Regions from separate parts of the Mus musculus genome. Here all the other regions are linked to region 1. A link is a contact called in public Hi-C and HiChIP or PLAC-seq data. All regions are on one chromosome and are shown on one strand. The core of a region is the stretch at or near the end of the contact, and the rest is flanking DNA. Distances in the headings are between cores, read along the strand shown. Region 1 has its middle 180 kb from the start of Gm24502. Region 2 has its middle 150 kb from the start of Gm32727. Region 3 has its middle 12 kb from the start of Gm32558.

Region 1 (3,461 bases), core at 699-3,198:
ATTCAACCTAGAACACTAATCGGAAGGCCATGGCCATGAACAGGTCTGGGCCTTCCATCACAAGGTGGGTGAAAGGGTGTCAACTATATGCTTTACATCTTGATGATGTTGAAACCACACGTAGATAACTCTCTATGATTTTCACTTTGACCAATCTTTTAGAAGAATGAAGTGACAGGTAAAGAGGGCTTTAAGTGTTCTTGAGATTTGCCAAGGCTACCTCATTTACTCTTTTTTCTTTAAATACCCTCCCTCAGAGCAGTAGTGTAGCTCAGGGGTACTGAATGGTTGTCTAGCATATATACATCTCTGGGTTCAATCTGTAGCACAGAGGGTGTGAAGGAGGAGGAGGAGGAAAAGGAAGAAGAGGAGGAAAAGGAGGAGGAAGAGATTTTGATTAATGCTATAGTACTCTGGTTTCTTTAGGACTGGTATTTCCCTTTTGCTTTGGCTTTTCATTTTTGTCCAGAGCGCGTAGATGTTATCCTACAGGGAGGTAAGTCGGCTAGGAGCTTACAAATCCTGTCCAAAGCCCAAGCATCTCATTGCCTTTGCACTCTTGAATCCAGTGTCTGCCACATTGTGATGGAGTTAGAGAGCATTGGTAGGTTGAACAAATATAGTAATGAAAAGGAAGGGAGAAAACATTCACGGTCACCCGCACCCATGTCTTGTTGTAACAAAATGCTTGACAAAGGCAACATAAAGAACGGCTTATCTTGGCTTGTTGTTTAAGAGGACAGGTCATCAGGGCAGGAAGGTCCATCAGAGAAGGAGGCAGCTGATCATTTGCAGGAGGAAAAAGACACAAATGTTGGTCTTCTATTCACTCTCTCTATTTTATTCAGACCTCAACCCATAGGATGGTGCAGCCAGCATTCAGAGTGTTCCCTGCCCTGTTAAATCTTTTTAGAAACAACTTCAGACACACCCCAGAGGTGCGTTTTCATGGTGATGTTAAATCCCAACAGGTTGACAATGAAGATTAACCATCAATGTGCATATATGAGTGTGTGTGTGTGTGTGTGTGTGTGTGTGTTTGTGCACATACACATGTGTATGTAATATGTGGGCATATGCATGTGTGTGTGTGCACATATACATGTTTGTCATGTGTGTGGGCATATGTGTGTGTGTGCACATATATATGTTTGTCATGTGTGTGGGCATATGTGTGTGTGTGTGCACATATACATGTTTGTCATGTGTGTGGGCATATGTGTGTGCACATACACATGTGTGTGTAATGTGTGGGCATATGCATGTGTGTGTGTGTGCTCATATAAATGTGTGTCATGTGTGTGAGCATATGTATGTGCGTGTTTCATTGTATCTGGCTTTGCTTCTTAATTTTATACAGGTTTTGCAGTTGTTACCTAGGAGAGGACTAGTCTGCTAGGAACTTAGACCGAGTTGATTATGAAGATTAATCATTATAGAGCTTTAGAAGGCAAAGATCATAATCAGAAGGACAGCAGATTAAAAACAGCAAGTTCCTGTGATGACCAGAGTTAGCCATAGGCAGCAGCCACTAGTCAGAGGCTCAGAGCAAGTGGCATTCACAGGGGCCAAGAAGGAACTGAGCAATTTTTTTGTTTTGTTTTGTTTTGATTTTTCATAGACAGGGTTTGTCTGTGTAGCCCTGGCTATCTTGAAACTCACTCTATAGACCAGGCTGGCCTCCAGCTCAGAGATCCACTGCCTCCCGAGGGCTAGGATTAGAGGTGTACACCACCACCACTGTATTCTGAGACTTAAGTTTCTCCAAGGCCAGCCTGGACACAGATTCCTCCAACAAAGCAGGTTTACCTAATCTTGTCATCAAGTCTCAGCATGACTGTCTGCTGTCCCTTGAAGAACCTGTTAAGATCAGGTTAGAGACTAACAGTTGTAATGATTAAAAGATGATAAACAAAGCCGCACAATAGACTGAGGTCACCCCAGGGAGGGACTGGGGGTGGGGGAATGTTAGGGGCTGATCTTCTCTCATCAACAGTCTCCATCAGTGGCCTGACAGTGGTGTAAAGTGCTTGCTAATGAAACACAGTCAGGCCTGTAGTAGGAGTCACTGAGACTGGAAAGCCAAGCTTAAGGACGAAGTTTAGGATGCCATGGGGGTCCAGGAAATCAAAGGGTTGAGATCTAGCAGGGAAGGAATACGGTAATGGCCAAAGGAAGACTCCTGGGAAGTAGACCTTTCTGATGGCAGATAGTACAAAACCCACCAAGCCAAGAAAGTTTCTAAAAGTATGTGGTGACAGAAGTGACTGACGATGACAGCCCACTTATGCTAGTCTGGAACAATGCTTTCACACAGTTTCTGACTTCACAGGCTACAATCACTAAGACTGGGCGGGGCTAGGAGGCTTTCCTCAAGGCTCCAGAGGAAAATCTCTGGTCCCTGTCATGCCTGGTACTGCTCCTGCAGCTCCCCAGTGGCTGGTGGCTTCCTGTTCAAGCCTGACACTACATCTTCACAGCCCTGATTCACAGAGGCAATGTCACAGAGCAAGGTATGACTGTACTGAAAACAGTTACCCTCCAGGACAGTGTTGCTCAGCAGCAGAGGGCTGACTTATCATGCACAAAGCAGTGGGTTCTATCCCCAGCATCTGCCAAAAAGTTAGTAAGAGTAACTTCCCACTTGTTGACATTTACATGTTCAATTCATTTCGGAGCTCTTAGGTCAATCAAAGATAGTGGCTTGCGTTAGCCAACCCATTTCCTCCCTTGAATGCGAGGTCCAAAGAGCACGCGTACCATGTGACAGTTTGAAAGTGAAATGCTCCTCTCCCCCATACACTCATGCATGTGAATACCTGGTCCCAAGCGGGTGGTACAGTTTGGGGAGCGTGAGAGATTTTAGGAGACGGAGCCTCACCAGAGGGAGTAGGAGGGTCTTGAGGTTCCATTACTCAGCCCCATTTGCTGCTTAACTCTCTGCTTCTAGACTGTAGATGCAGCAGGACACACCACCTCATGCCTCTGCCTATATTATTCTTTTCCCACAGTGATGGGCTGATCCCTTCAACCTGTGAGTCAAAGCAAGCCATTCTCCTTCAAGATGCTTCTTGTCATGCATACGGTCACAGCAATTTGAAACGTAACCAATCCAAAGCCTTAGATTTCACGTTCACCTTGGCAACACTTGTGCCAAGGGCAGAGGCTGCCTTGTGGTGCTTAGAAAATACTCATGAAATAATACTTCAAAAACGATCCCCGCCCCTAGTGCTCAGTTGATGAAAAAGGACACAAAGTCACAAGATGATACACTGACTTGCTCATGTGGCATAAATGGAGCTTGAACTCAGGCCAGAGCCGAGTTCCTTTTCTCCTCAAGGTCGCCATTAGAAGTTTCCAATGCCAGTCATAATGATTCTTGTCTTAATGCCAGCACTTGGAAATCAAAGGCAGGAGAATTGTTATAGCCCAGGTCAGCTATATGGACGTAGCTCAGTGGT
Region 2 (3,461 bases), core at 254-2,753, 440 kb after region 1:
TCTATTTCTACATCAGATTCTATGATTGGGAGGAGAAGCGAGTCCACAGGAGGCACTTTTGTAAATTGAAGCTAAAATCGCAAAGGTGGGTTTTAGTGTGGGAAAGGCATTTTTCTTCCTGACTCAGCAGAAAGAAAAATAAGTATGTTTGTTGTTCTCTGGTACTGCTGAGTGCTGTCCCACAGACTCACTTTCAGGGAGTCAGGAAGTGAGTCCTAGCGACATCTCCCTTTCCACTCTGACGATATCTTTCGAAAGAAATGTTGTCACTCACTAAAACAAAACAAAATCCACCTATAACAAAAATCCTTTCTTCTGACAGTGGGGTGGTCTCCCTGCAACAAGGCTTTGTTCCATGACACCCTGCATCCACTTGCCTATTTCAGTGATTCCCCTTATCCAATATTCTCCAGTCGCATCTCAACACGGCCACTGGAATGGGGAAGGGAATGGTTGTGTGCTTAATGGGTATTTATGTGTGCTTAATGGGTATTTAAAAGGAAACTTGGAACGTGCACTGCAGTGAAAGAGAGTCCTTAGAGGGGACAAGGTGGCACCCAGAGGTGCCTGGCCACTTGTCTCTGCTAATAAAACCTCCCCCAAGCATCCCACGTGCCTAGTTCCTAAGTGCCATCTGGCAGCTAGATCCTGAGCTCTGCCACCCCTGCATAGGATCCAGACAGGCCCGGTTCACTCCCAACCATTGGAAGTGTATTGACATTTATCACTGGCTTCCACTTCCCAGAGCAGGGAGGCAGCCTGGCAGCCTCGGAGGACCTGCATCTCTGTGGCATCACACCCAGCAGCTGACATGAAGGATTACTGCTCTTCTGTCACCCTTTGGCACATGCTCCTACGATCAGCACTAATGACAGTCACTAGCCTGTACTTAGAACAAGGGGAGGGGAGAGAGAGAGTCCCTCTAAAACCCACACTTCACGCAAGTTCTTCTTTCTAGGACAAGACTACAGCATTTACAGACACAACTCTCATTTTAGGTGTACATATGTGTCTGTTAAAAAAAATAATGTCGTGTTAATTGAACCAGTACCTGTGCATGTGTGTTCACATATGGAAGTCTTAGAGAAACAGCATATAAAAATACAGGCTTATCCCTACAAACGATACCCTAATCTGGCACTAAACAACTGGAGTGAGATTTCATTGTCTGGACACAGATTTTGCTTCTCAGTCCCTTCTGAAGGACAACAATTGTGCTAAGGAGCTAAAACATTTTCCTTCTATTTAAACTCATTGGTGTTCTAATGACACTTTCAAACAAGCTCTTAGCAAAAGGGAAAACCATGACTCAACTTCTGGATACCCTGATAACAGTCTGCGTAAGCCAGAGCTTTCTCAAACATCACTTCATTTATTCAGGTGCTAGTTCATTCTTATGGTCTCTTTTTGTTTTCCAATCACAAGCCATTGTTTTGAAGGTGAACAATGAGCCTTATGCAACCCTGTGCTGTCACAGGAGGAACCTCCCCCCTCCTTATCAGTGATTCTTGTTTATTCTGCTCTTGGAGTCAAACCGTCTTAACTGGCCGGTGAATCATGTTGTGGCCACAGGAAGATGACGACAGCCACAGCTTTTTAAAATTCTCTAGAGAGGAGACCGAGAAGGAAATGCTGTTGGTTGGACAAGAGATGCAGATAGGGAGAAGAGAGAAGGACTCGTGAGAAATGAAGAATGTATATATGCGGGCTTCTATTATTATGGGTGTGCCACCGTGAGAGTGTCACCATAAACCACAGAGCAGCTCACTAAGTGTTATCTAAGGTGAAATGGAAGATATCAGGCCACAAAGGCACAGGCAGAACTCAAATTCCTAGTAAGAGCTGAATTGGCAAGAAGGGGCCAGGAGGCAGGAAGAGTCTATCCAAGCATGTTTGTTGTTGGAGTGACCTTCCTGTCCATGGGTGTTGAGAATGAGCCGGCAAGGATGATGGTCTGTGAAATAGGAACACCAATACTCAGAGAAAGTACGAGCTGGAGGGAAGATGGGCCACTACAAAAAACACCTAAGGACAAGATAGCTGGCAGCCTCTTCCTTCATCTGGAGCCACTTTGCCATCCTGTGCTGCTTTAGGACAAAACTTTCTAACAATTTAAAAATGGCACCCCAAGCCTTCTGATGGGAGGTTAAGCCTTCTAGCCCTGTGGCTCAACAGCCAATAAATGCTAGCACATATTCTCACCGTGGAAACATCAGACTAGAGTCAGAAAGGATTTGAGCAATCTCCCAAAGTAAATACCTTTTTAGGGGTCATGGTAAAAAAAAAAAAAGATTATATGAGACCTGAGCATTATCATATCCCACTGAGATGGCTATAAACTGGTAAAATATTTTCAGAGGACAGCTTGGTGCCCAGAGAACAGTATGTACCAAAAGCCTCAAAATACTGAATACCCTTTGGTCATCAGAGGGAGGAATTGCCCAATAAATCTAGAGTCTTTTTCACAAGGAATAAGCAGTCACAGCTCTGTACAAAGGCATCTGAAATCCCATTCATCCGCCTATTGTTTCTAACAGTAAAAACTGAAACCAATTTAAACTTTGTATCATAGGACTGGATGACTAATTAGCGTATGTTTGAAGCAACATCCTATATAGTCATTAAATAAATATATAAGAATATTAATTAATGGGAAAAGCTGCCCATACTACAGCATTCAATCGCTGATGTTCTAAAATGACTCATTTTTGTATGACACACATATATAAGGCACACGGGGATGATACATCCTCAGTTATTGAGAGAGGCTTTTTGTGCGTAGGAGAATAACATATAGTTTCATTTTCTTTTTTATGTTTATTTTTGACTTCCAACTTTCTATTAAAATTTATTATATTACACTTGAATGCAGATTCCTGCACATTTGGGTGCCAACTTGGATCCCACTCATTGATTTCTGTTCATTATGTTCTTCTTACCCAGCATCTCAGTGTCTTCTCATCCCATGACACAGCTCTCCACTTCTGTCATACCTTCCAGTTCGTCATTCTCCATCACTATAACCCGCTATGAGCTTAGCTCAACCACCCTCCCTCTCACCGGATCCTTATCTTTCCAGCTCTTTGCCTGTGTTTTTCCTCCAAGTCTCCAGCCCCACAGACATGAGCCATAACCTGGGCCTTCACCTCAGCTGGGTCCCCATTTCCCTCCTGACTCAGCTTGATCTCCAAGATCAACGGCTAAACGTTCTCTGCATAGACACTCCATCCCTTACCTCTCTCTTATGCTTCATTTTATGAACTTGGAAACAAACCCAGTGATGGTTAGTTGTAATTCTCTGCCTCTTCTGTGCCTGAATCTGTGCAGCTGAATTTAGCTGGAGAAGCTAAGGTCATTGTTGAGTGTCATTTGAAGTTCAGAACTGCCGACATCAAATGTGAACTTTCATGGTTTGCGCTTCCGTAACCTCCATTTGCATCCTTGCAGGAGGACCCTAATCC
Region 3 (3,461 bases), core at 302-2,801, 280 kb after region 1:
CACCCGCTCTGTTCTTCATTTACTTTCTTCTTGACATTCTATGCTGCATGGAACACATTTCCTATTCCTATTTCCTGGATCCCCTTTCAGCTCCGGGCCTTTGGAAAATATGTTTACTTCTTTCATTGAGATGAAACTAATAAGCCAATGAAAAGTGTATATTTGATGACTTTATTGTGCATTTAATCCCTGCGATTGGGTTTCAAATTACTGTCATTCTGAAACTTTCCAGTTAGGAGATATTGTGATTTTTAATCAGATGATTGTCAGTTGTTCTGGCCTCCTGAAATGAAGCCACACCTTTCATTTTCATTGCACAGATTCACTCACAGATTGTCTTTGGGCTCTTTCTGGATCTATTGATCATTTGAATAACAGAGACAGTGGACATGATGACATTGCCATAGTGCCTAAAACACACTGTATTATGGATGTATTATGTTTTGTTCTTCTTCTCTCCACTTAAGCAATCCCGGAAGAGAAGTATTGCTCATCTCAAAGATATAAAGATTTTGTTTCTGAGGGCTTTGCTCTCTTGTCCTAAACAGATGGCTATGGTAATGCAGTTGGAAAGAACTCTCTAGTGTTCTCTCTTGAATCCAAAATACTTATTAATTTACTTAATAATTATTATCATTATTTATTTGTCATGCTAGACCCAGGCCCCTACATAAGCTGGGCAGGCACTAGAGCACTGAGCCACCCTCCTAGCTCATCTGAAGACTTTTGGCAGCATCCATCCGGCCAACATATGAGCAAGCCCTCTATTGTCTTTTGCTCAGCTGTGAGTGACCATGATGCCATTTGCTTTCACCTTTAAAAAACCACAAAGAGTGGTAAAGAAGTCAGAATGGCTGCTCTGCTATCTCCTACTAACTTCTCTAAGAGAATGGTGGGAATGAGGTTGGACTGGAATGTTCACATGAGGGAGGTCCCAGGATAGGAAAGTCTCAGGATTTCTACTTTTTCCACTCTCTCATGTGTCTCATGAGTGTCCTGTGCCCCACAGGAACCTCTCTTCCTCTGCGTTTCAAAGAACTGCCTTGTTCATCTGAGCCTCATGAGAGAATCAACTCCCTGCGCTCACAGAGGGTTGTGGAAGCGACAGAGGACAGAGGAATCTCAGCTTTCCTACTTGATGTGAAAGCATCACCTTCCCCCGAGGGCACCAGCCATCCCTGTTGTTCTGCCTCCACAAGCTACCTCCCCCCACCCCCACCCCCGTGTCTCCCCCCACTGTTGATTACACCCTTGTTGGTTGAATGCAGCTTTTATGATGTGGGTTTTTCTGTGAAGGGTTTGACCTCCCGAGGGCTGGGTCCTCGGTGGAGATACTCCTTTCGTGAGATGAGTGTTCTTGAGTGGTGGCTCATCTGCGTGTCTCCCTCCACGGCTGGCTTTGAAGTGTGCGTGCTCTTCCTGAGCGCCTCGGTGGGACTGTGGTGTGTTTTGTGAGAGAGTGACCTTTCTCTTTGTGGTCGGTGGCTTAGCAGTTGCTGCTGTTCCGTAGCGGATGAAGAATGAGGACAGCAGGGACTGTCCTCATGGCTGCTTGTTTCTGTATGAATAGACGGTCTGAGGCAGCTGAAAACCCTGTGCCTACACAACAGGCTGCCTGGTCTCAGTGCCAAACTTCTCCGTTAAGGCAGTTAAGGCATTGTTTGTTTCTAATCAAGCTATGCGTTATTCCGACAGACTGTTGGGTGTAGAAGACTGGTGTGAAGGAAAAGATTTTCTCTGTCCCTTCAGCTAGATTTTCTGCTGGACTCAATAGTTTCCATTTGGTGAGCTAAGCAATGAACAACTACCTAAATAAAGTAGCTTTGTTAAGAGTACAGGTGTCTGACAGGTGGTGGGGGTGGCACACGCCTTTGACCCCGGCACTTGGGAGACAGACTCAGGCAGATCTCTGTGAGTTCAAGGCCATCCTGGTCTAAAGAGCAAGTTCCAGGATAGCCAGGGCTAGACAGAGAAACCCTGTCTCAAAAACAAACAAAAAGAGTACAGATTTCTAACAGGTTCTGGGGAAGGAGTGCTGTATTTGATTGGTTATGTCTGTTCAGAATTGGGAATGGGGATCTGTACTATGTGTGCTTTCACATCCTAAGTGTAATATGTCCATTTAAATCTAAATACATCCATTGGTCCAGTCTCTTCAATGACCAACTACAATAGTTATTATTTCATTCAGGAGGAAACTCAATTGTGAAGAGTGTGTTGGCTATTCTTGGTTGTCAACTTGACGACATCTGGAATTAACTATAACCCATGCAGCTGGGTACACCTTTGAAGGATTTTTTTCCCTTAATTAAATCATTTAAAGTGGGAAGACCAACTTTTTAAATTTTTTAATTGATTATCTATAAATTTCATATCATGTACCACAATCCTACTCAACTCACCTCTTCATATTTGCCTTCCACCCTTGCAACCTCCTCCCACCAAAGAAAAATAAAATAAAATAAAAAATTTTTAAAGACCAAAAAATAGCAACAAAAGTCTCACTGTGGAAGTAGTGGTGTATCATGGTGTGTCACACAATACACCCTTTTGCCCAAAGAGCTTTTACTTAAAATTGTTCATTGTAGTGAGTGGTTGCCCTGGCTCAGGGCCTCTGGCTCCTTCTACTCCATCAATCCTGCATCCTCACCGAAACTCCTCTCAAGTCCTACTGTTGCCCTGTGTCATGGAGACCCTACAGCTTTGGATCTGCAGAACCAGCCCTTCCACGTGCTCTGTAGATGGTGTAGATGCTGGGGGTAGGTCAACTCAAAGCCCTGGATATTTGCCTGGGTGGAAACTGAGTTCAGCTCTCCTGCTTTGATCAGTTGAGGGGTAAGGCCATCTCATCCACTCTCCTGGCCTTAGGACTGGCTTGCTTGTGTCCAGGCCACCAGAGCCAACTCTACTTTGCTGCTCAGGAGAGCTGCAAACCACTCTTCCAACTTTGGGGTGTGGGAGCCTGGAGACCCGCAGGCCCTTGCCACCATATGGCAGAATAGGGGAAGGGAAAACCCACTTTTAATCCAGATACTTTGAAGTAGGAAGATATACTTTCATTCTGGGCCATACCTTCTGTTGGCAATTTCTCAAAAGGGAATGGAGAAAGATAATGGCTCTTTTTGCCTGCTTGTTCTCACTCCTGCTTGCAAGTCCATTCCTTCACTGGTATCAGAGCCTACTTCTTTGGGATTCTAGAGTATACTGAAAACCAGCTAAGACATCCAACGTCATGGACTGAACAGCTATTGGATTCTTAACCTTCCATTGGAAGACAGCCATTGTTGGACTAACTAAATCATGGCCTGTAAACCATTCTAATGAATCATCTTTCTACCTACCTACCTATCTCTATCTCTATCTCTATCTCTATCTCTATCTCTATCTCTATCTCTATCTCTATCTCTATCTCTATCTCTATCTCTATCTCTTTCTATCTATCTATCTATCTGTCTATCTAT

The links. Hi-C and Micro-C count contacts between places; a contact is called where the count stands out from the background. HiChIP or PLAC-seq counts read pairs in DNA pulled down with a chosen protein or histone mark.
Region 2: an H3K27ac HiChIP or PLAC-seq map of extraembryonic endoderm stem cells shows a contact between it and region 1. The contact joins two enhancer-like sites. A contact is called at or near these places in 3 of 484 Hi-C or Micro-C datasets (ECoMG-derived neutrophils, extraembryonic endoderm stem cells and group 2 innate lymphoid cells), 3 of 115 datasets of contacts at active chromatin or transcription factors (acute myeloid leukemia, astrocytes and extraembryonic endoderm stem cells) and 1 of 9 other capture datasets (embryonic stem cells).
Region 3: a Hi-C map of group 2 innate lymphoid cells shows a contact between it and region 1, with 4 times the contacts expected there. The contact joins two enhancer-like sites. A contact is called at or near these places in 1 of 484 Hi-C or Micro-C datasets (group 2 innate lymphoid cells), 2 of 115 datasets of contacts at active chromatin or transcription factors (CD8 T cells and differentiating embryonic stem cells) and 1 of 9 other capture datasets (embryonic stem cells).

Annotation. Positions count from the first base shown.
Region 1 is chr5:75,383,958-75,387,418 of GRCm38.p6, forward strand. No RefSeq gene overlaps it. Among named protein-coding and RNA genes, the nearest start is that of Gm24502, 180 kb to the right of the region's middle. Within about 2 kb of position 1,949, at least 13 of the 459 cell types and tissues checked have an H3K27ac peak or open chromatin away from gene starts, as enhancers often do. A contact at or near this core is called in extraembryonic endoderm stem cells and group 2 innate lymphoid cells, where this site is marked.
Region 2 is chr5:75,824,993-75,828,453 of GRCm38.p6, forward strand. No RefSeq gene overlaps it. Among named protein-coding and RNA genes, the nearest start is that of Gm32727, 150 kb to the right of the region's middle. Within about 2 kb of position 1,504, at least 70 of the 459 cell types and tissues checked have an H3K27ac peak or open chromatin away from gene starts, as enhancers often do. A contact at or near this core is called in extraembryonic endoderm stem cells and group 2 innate lymphoid cells, where this site is marked.
Region 3 is chr5:75,661,115-75,664,575 of GRCm38.p6, forward strand. No RefSeq gene overlaps it. Among named protein-coding and RNA genes, the nearest start is that of Gm32558, 12 kb to the right of the region's middle. Within about 2 kb of position 1,552, at least 20 of the 459 cell types and tissues checked have an H3K27ac peak or open chromatin away from gene starts, as enhancers often do. A contact at or near this core is called in group 2 innate lymphoid cells, where this site is marked.